Linked DNA regions of Mus musculus: region 1 is linked to region 2. A link is a contact called in public Hi-C data. All regions are on one chromosome and are shown on one strand. The core of a region is the stretch at or near the end of the contact, and the rest is flanking DNA. Distances in the headings are between cores, read along the strand shown. Region 1 overlaps Cdh4 (cadherin 4). Region 2 has its middle 43 kb from the start of 4930591A17Rik.

Evidence for each region. A called contact is a pair of places that touch in the nucleus more often than the background predicts.
Region 1: a Hi-C map of cerebral cortex shows a contact between it and region 2, with 4 times the contacts expected there. The contact joins two enhancer-like sites. A contact is called at or near these places in 3 of 484 Hi-C or Micro-C datasets (cerebral cortex and embryonic stem cells).

The regions. Positions count from the first base shown.
Region 1 is chr2:179,868,269-179,871,327 of GRCm38.p6, forward strand. All of the region lies in intron 7 of Cdh4 (cadherin 4), which reads left to right. Among named protein-coding and RNA genes, the nearest start is that of Gm36066, 66 kb to the left of the region's middle. Within about 2 kb of position 1,788, at least 43 of the 459 cell types and tissues checked have an H3K27ac peak or open chromatin away from gene starts, as enhancers often do. A contact at or near this core is called in cerebral cortex, where this site is marked.
Region 2 is chr2:179,370,119-179,373,526 of GRCm38.p6, forward strand. No RefSeq gene overlaps it. Among named protein-coding and RNA genes, the nearest start is that of 4930591A17Rik, 43 kb to the right of the region's middle. Within about 2 kb of position 1,678, at least 3 of the 459 cell types and tissues checked have an H3K27ac peak or open chromatin away from gene starts, as enhancers often do. A contact at or near this core is called in cerebral cortex, where this site is marked.

The sequences.
Region 1 (3,059 bases), core at 538-3,037, 500 kb after region 2:
AAACTAGCAGGATCTGAGCCTGCTGTGTCCAGGGTGATTCTGGCCAGGCTGAAAAGGAGCCCTGGAGAGCCAAGGGCAGGTGTCAGCCAGGAGCGCAGGGGTGGAGGGGGCAGAGGAAGCTGGAATGGAATGCTAGCAGCACCTACTCCTGTTAGGAGCTCTGCAGGACGGACCCTCAGGGCTGTGCCCTGCTTCCCCTCCTAGAGCTCTCCCACACTCCATTCACTGCACTTCTTATTCGGGAGAGCCCCATACTTTCTGCTCTTGCCTATTTTCCTCTCCTCTGACTTCTTCCTTCAAGGGCTACCAGAAGTGGCCTTCAAAGGCATGGGGTCAAAGAGTCCACCATGGAGGCCAAGCGAAGAGATAGGAATGCCCATGGTGTGACCGTCATTAACCTTTAAGTATGAAGGGATGGTGACAAATCAGACAGGTTGGTCTCAGTCCCCAGATCAGGGTCTTCCTGGGCTCTGACAAGCAGCAGGACAGAGCGTAGCTTAGCTCAGGATCACCCAGTCACAGCCCACAAGCCAAGTCCAACCCTGTAGATGGGTACAGGGAGGTGTGTGTGGCTATGTGCCTGCGTGGTAAGTTGTGCCGACACATACAGGGTTACTCCATCGGTCCGGACACTGAGACCTTTCCTTGATTCCCTGTGGCATTCATCAGACGTAGGATGCAGAGTAGCCAGAGCATCCCCAGACAGTCCACATCACCTGTTGCAGCAGAGCCTTCTCCTTCCATGTAAAGACTTCACAGCACCACTTGTTCAGATCTGAGGTCTCAGACAGGCAGCCAGAGACAACAACCACAGCCACAGATGGAAACTGTATCTGTTGGTTATCTCTAAACTTTGTCAGTGTTTAACCAGGAGGCTTTGTACACAAATCCTCTAGATCCTTCCACAGCACAGGCTCTCACCTCCCTGCATGCTTCTCTGGAGGGACTGGGAGGCCAGGAACTGCCTGAGCCCAAGTGTCTACAACCTCTGTGTGCATGTGCGCACACGTGTGTGCACACACACACACCACACACTCTTGCAGGTGCGTGCACACACATGTGCACATTACCTCCCCCAAGGCCTTAGTACAAACCATTCCCTCTGCCGGCCATAGACCTCTCCAAGCATATTAAGAGGAGATGGTAAATTCAGTTAGCACTCCATGCCTACCACATGCTCTATCCATGTGCACAGAACGTGCCATTATCTGAAGTGACTGTTTTCCCTTATTTATTGCCTGCTTCCTTCCTCGGAGCCCTGCATCTCAAACAATGTCCCCCTTGGGACACTACTACACTGCTGGTATCTGTGATTGGCTCCTAGCACCCATGGGCAGAGTCTATGGATACTGCCCAGTGCCCACATAGAGCATTGGATATTCAGCAACAGAGCGTGATCTGCCCACAGATGTCAATGATCCTCATTTGGAATGAGCTGTCCTAGAGTCAACCTTGGAAAGATAGGAACCCCAAGGGTGGGTAATCCACACCCTCCAGGAGGACAAGAGGAAAGTGAAAGGGGGCAGTATGCAGCCTGTGGTTTGAGTCAGCATCCCCGGGGAAGCATGTGAGAGCCAGAGGGGTTGCCAGAAAGGGCTGAGAAGGAGCCTGGATTCCTCAGCCCTCCCTGCTTCAAGCAGGGACATTTCTGACACTCCAGGCTCCTTCCGTTGTGATGGGTGGTTCTTCATGAAGAAGAGCGGTAGACAGGCAGCATGGCTGAGAGCAGAGCAGAGCAGCTGACTCCACCCTGTGCCAAGCCTGAGGCTTGCTAGGCTGCTGGCTCCCCACAGGCAGCAGCAGTAGAGAGGAGGGGCTGTGTGCACCCCACTGAGAGGAGCTGCATTCTCTTCTGCTTGATGCAGCAGAAAGAGCTGCTGGCTGGAAAGAAATAGGAGGGAAGCCCACTCATGTGTCATAAAGGCAGCACCAGGAGCAGGTGGCAGGTCTAGGCAGTAGGAGCCCCTGAGTGGTTCTGTAGCTCACTACCACCACCACCACCACCACCACCCCCACCACCCCCAGACAGTGGCATCACCACCCTAGCCACCCCAGGCCCGCAGCAAGCAATGCTAAAGTTTGAGCAAGAAATACATCCTTTGGCTCAGCAACTAGAAGCTTCAGGCAGGACGGAGTTTAAAGATTTATTTTTATTGTTTTTTTTTTAATTATGTGGTTTTGTGTGTGTGTGTGTATATGTGTGTGTGTGTGTGTGTGTGTGTGTGTGTGTGTGTGTGTAAGAGAGAGAGAGAAAAAAAGACAGAGACCGAGAGACAGAGAAAGAGACAGGGAGACAGAGAAAGAGAACAGAGACAGAGAGACAGAGAAAGAGACAGAGAGAAACAGAGAGAGAGAAAGAACCCAAAGTGAGTACAAGCACACATTGGCCAGATGAGATAATCAAACTGGAAGAATCATACTCAGGTCCTCTGAAAGGGCAGTACACGTGTCAAACCACTGAGCCATAGTCTCCAGTGAGGATGCTCGGGAAGCCCGAATCTCAGGGACTAGGATAGTGAGTGGAGGTTTGCCCAAGACACAGGCCTTCTGTGACCACCTTTATAGGAGCTCTGCTGGCAGCCTTGGCTCTGCACTTAGATAACTTCTTGGTGCTGGGTCATCATCAAGCGTCCACCTGGGCATCCGGTGAGGTGGGCACATCTCCCCTACTCAACCTCAGGCAAGGGAAGTCTCAGCAGTGGGACATGGCAGAGCACTCTGCCACACCGTGGGACACCGCTGCTGGGGCCCAGTGGTCTGTGCATGCTTGCATCACCTTATCCTGACACTGGGTGCAGAAGAATAGAGCAACCTTCGGACAGGCAGGAATGCTCTGTGATGGGGTTCAGCCTGCTGAGGCCCTATGGAACCCTGGGAACTCCAACTGTATCTCCCAGCAGCCCAGCAACCATGGAGAACAGTGAGCACACAGTCCCCTTGGGCTCCCGGAGATAGAGTGGCTAATGAGAGCAGTGTTGTACAGCCCTTTCCACAATGTCCCAAAGCCAAGGCTTGCAGCCTGCAATGGTTTCCACAGGCAGCAGCGGTACAGGGGAAGG
Region 2 (3,408 bases), core at 428-2,927:
CCAGTCAGATCCTCTCTGTTTCTAGGTAACTGTCCAGGTCTTTTTTTTTTTAATCTATTTAGATTTACTTACTATATGTGTAGGTGTTGCCTGAGTGTATGCATGTCCACCAGGTCTGTACAGTACCATGGTTGTCAGAAAAGATCATTAGATTCCTTGAAACTGGAGTTATAGATGGTTATAAGCCACCATGTATGTACAGGGAGCCAACCCTAGGTCCTCTGCAATAGTAGCCAGTGCTCTGACCACTGACCCACCTCTCTAACCCCAGTTCCTAGGTCTTTAAAGCTCTTCCCTCCTTAGTGGAGTCTCTCCAATGCTTCCTACCTAGAAAATGGAACAGAACACCCAGGCATCACTTTTCTGAAGTTATTATGTGAAAGTCTAAAAACAAAAATTGTCACAGTAAGCACAGGTTTGGTGCTGGCTCCCTTGTCTTCTGCTTTCATATTTGGGGATAGAAGCCAAAATGGACTCCACTCCTTAAGGTTAAGGTCCAACTCCCTGGAAGAGATTCCAGGTCAGTCAAGAAAAATGATGGTTGCAGCCGCATCAAGACCCATCCAGGGATGAAAGGCAAGGCAGGCTGAGGTAGAGGGTCAGACACATGGGCAGAATACGATGCATGCTTCCTCCATAGCTTGGGGTCATTACCTAGAGGGAGGAAGAAACACACAGGTCAGAGGTCTGCAGGGCAAGCAAATGCAGCTCCCAAGGAGTCAGGTACAATTGCTGGGAGAAATGTACCCCAAATGTTAGCCATGAGGATTGGCGGGCAGCTGCTCCTCCCCACCTGTTGAGGAGGCCGAATGTGCATCTGCAGGATCTCAGCCTGGTGTTCCGAAGTAACTTTCCACTTATGTAAAATTAATAGGGAGTTCATTATGAAATCCATGTGACTCCTTATTAAACGCTTCCTGTCACTGGAAACAGAAGGTGGAGGCTCCTTAAGCTGGGGTTTTGTTGCCCTCTAGTGAGAGAGGTCAGCATTATATATGCAAAATTATCTTTGCCAATGCATAATTAATGCTAGGTGAGGGAGGGGGAAGGGAAGGACGCCCCAGCTGGCTGGTGAGGGTGTGTACAAACATGCTCAAGAGTATCCCAGTTTCTCCCTCTCCTGGCCCATCCCCCAGCTCGACTCAGGTAACATATGGAAGACACCCCTCGCTCCCGTCACTTCCGTTCCTTGGCAGGGAAGTTTAGTTTTATATGGCTATCAACAGGCAAAGATCCAAGCATAAGGAGTAAATCAACAGAGCTGATCCGAGACACAGAGCCTTAATGCATAAGTATATATTTAATGTGTCTGCTGAAAGAATGTCTAATTACCCTGTCATTGAACAAAGCGTATGTTCAGCCGTGATAAATTACGCCATCTTTTACTTCTGCAAAACATATTGAGACTCCCCAGAGCCGCAGAGAGATCTCTGTCCCATCTTCTCAGCAGGACTAGTGATGCCCAGACCAAAGCAGGAGCGGGGAAGAGAGAGAGCTGTAGACAGCCCAAACCCTGGCTTTCAGCCCCCCAGTGGTCGATCACGTGGGCAAGCATCAAGCCATCTCCGAGTGGCCAGTCTGCTTCAGTGTGGGCTGCATCACTCTCTGTTGTCAGCGGCTTCCCAGAATCTATCATCTGCTATTCTGAACCATCCACGAGAGGAGGCTGCATTCCAGCCTCCAGAGAAGCCAATGGAGCTTCCAGAAAAGGCAAAGGGAATCCCCAACACAGCACCCCGTGATCTCTCCAGTGCAAGCTCAGGCTGACATCTTTCCAAGACTTAGTCATAGTTGTGCCTCTGACTCCAACCAGTGATAAGATTCAGTCACCATCAGAGATGGGGTCCCTGGGGATTGAACAATCCTAAATGGAATTGCAGAGAGCCAGTTAGTATCCCTCTTGGCTGCATAAAGAGACTAGCTTTGGAAGGTGCTAGGAATGTGGTCCAGCCTGTCATGAAAGCATGAGGTTGACCTAGAGGTCAGCACTGCAAAGGATTGATGTCCAGTGCATGCTGAGGATGCTGGGTGCACCATCTCTGGTGCAGTCATCCAACCTGACCATCTCAGTAGGCAGGGGGTCTCCTACTCATGCCTGTCTCTGTCCCCCTCCATCTTCCCTGATGCTTCTTCCCCTAGTCACCTTATACCTTCTCCCTTAGACACTTGCCATCATGGCTTGCCACAAGCCCAACACCTGAATTGGTCATCTCCATCATTCAATGGCAGAGTGGAAGCTGTGTCTGCCCCGTAACTTGGGCAGGACCCTGTCCTGTCCTTCGACAGGAAGAGTGAACACAGGTCTGCCCCACCGTGGATCCTTTCCTGAGAGGATGCTCAGAGCAGCAGTCGGCCGCCTCGTTGGCAACTGTATTTCTTATTTCTTTGATTATGTTTGAAATAGCACTTTTATTTACCGACGCGGAAGAAAAGGCTTTTCTGTGATGCCTCCATCGTGTGTAAAATATATAGCTAGTAACACAGCCCGTTTATTTGCTTTACTGGATTGAGATCTATAGATGGAAGGGCAAATGAAAAATAAAGATAAAAATCTATTTCTGATACCAGATTGGCTCTAAAATGTCAAAGTTTTCTTTATTACTTTAGTAGCTATGTATCGTTATTTATCTTTCTTGGTTTGTTTTCAAAGGCTCACAGGCTGGCTGGATGCTGTTTCCATGTGTGCCCTGGGCTTTCTTTGCTGCTGTTGGTCTTTTATAGAAGTTGGAGGAAGCTCTGGATTCCAGACACGACATGGCCATTGTCATCTTGAAATCAGAGCGCTATTGTGAGACCCTCAGAAGATGAGACCCTCACAAGGCCAGGCCTGTTAACATGGCTCCACAGAAACAGTGGATTCATCAGACCCTTAGCTGGAGGTTCAACCCACTCCCTGCTCCTGCATGTGCTCATGGAAGGCACTAGAGTGTAAGAGAGAGATGGAATTCTACTGGGACTTCAGTCACAGTCATAACACTTTTGTGACTTGTCATCTGCATGGGGTGGCTTTAGGGTAACTCATGCTTCTAAATGTGAGCCCAATAAATTAAGGGGTTCACCAGCCTAGACTCAGGTAAAATCATGTCTTTATTCTGCTGTCGCTTTCATCATCTGAAGTGGATACAAATAGGTTCCCCAGGAAAAATATCAGAACAGCCTCCTAAGACAATGAGAAAGGGACCAGAAATCCCAGCGAAGACAAGCACAGGCCAGCCTGGGAGTCAACACAGGCACGCTGACCCACCACACTTTAACTATTATCAAGAACTCTCTGGGCACCCCCATCATTTACAGTAGCAAGCCATCCATGGACAACACTAAAGCCAAGATTTTGGAGGATCAGTTAGAGCCTTGGGTGGGACAGAATTCAGTGGCCCCAGTAGAGCCCTGCAGGCATTGTGAAGTGGA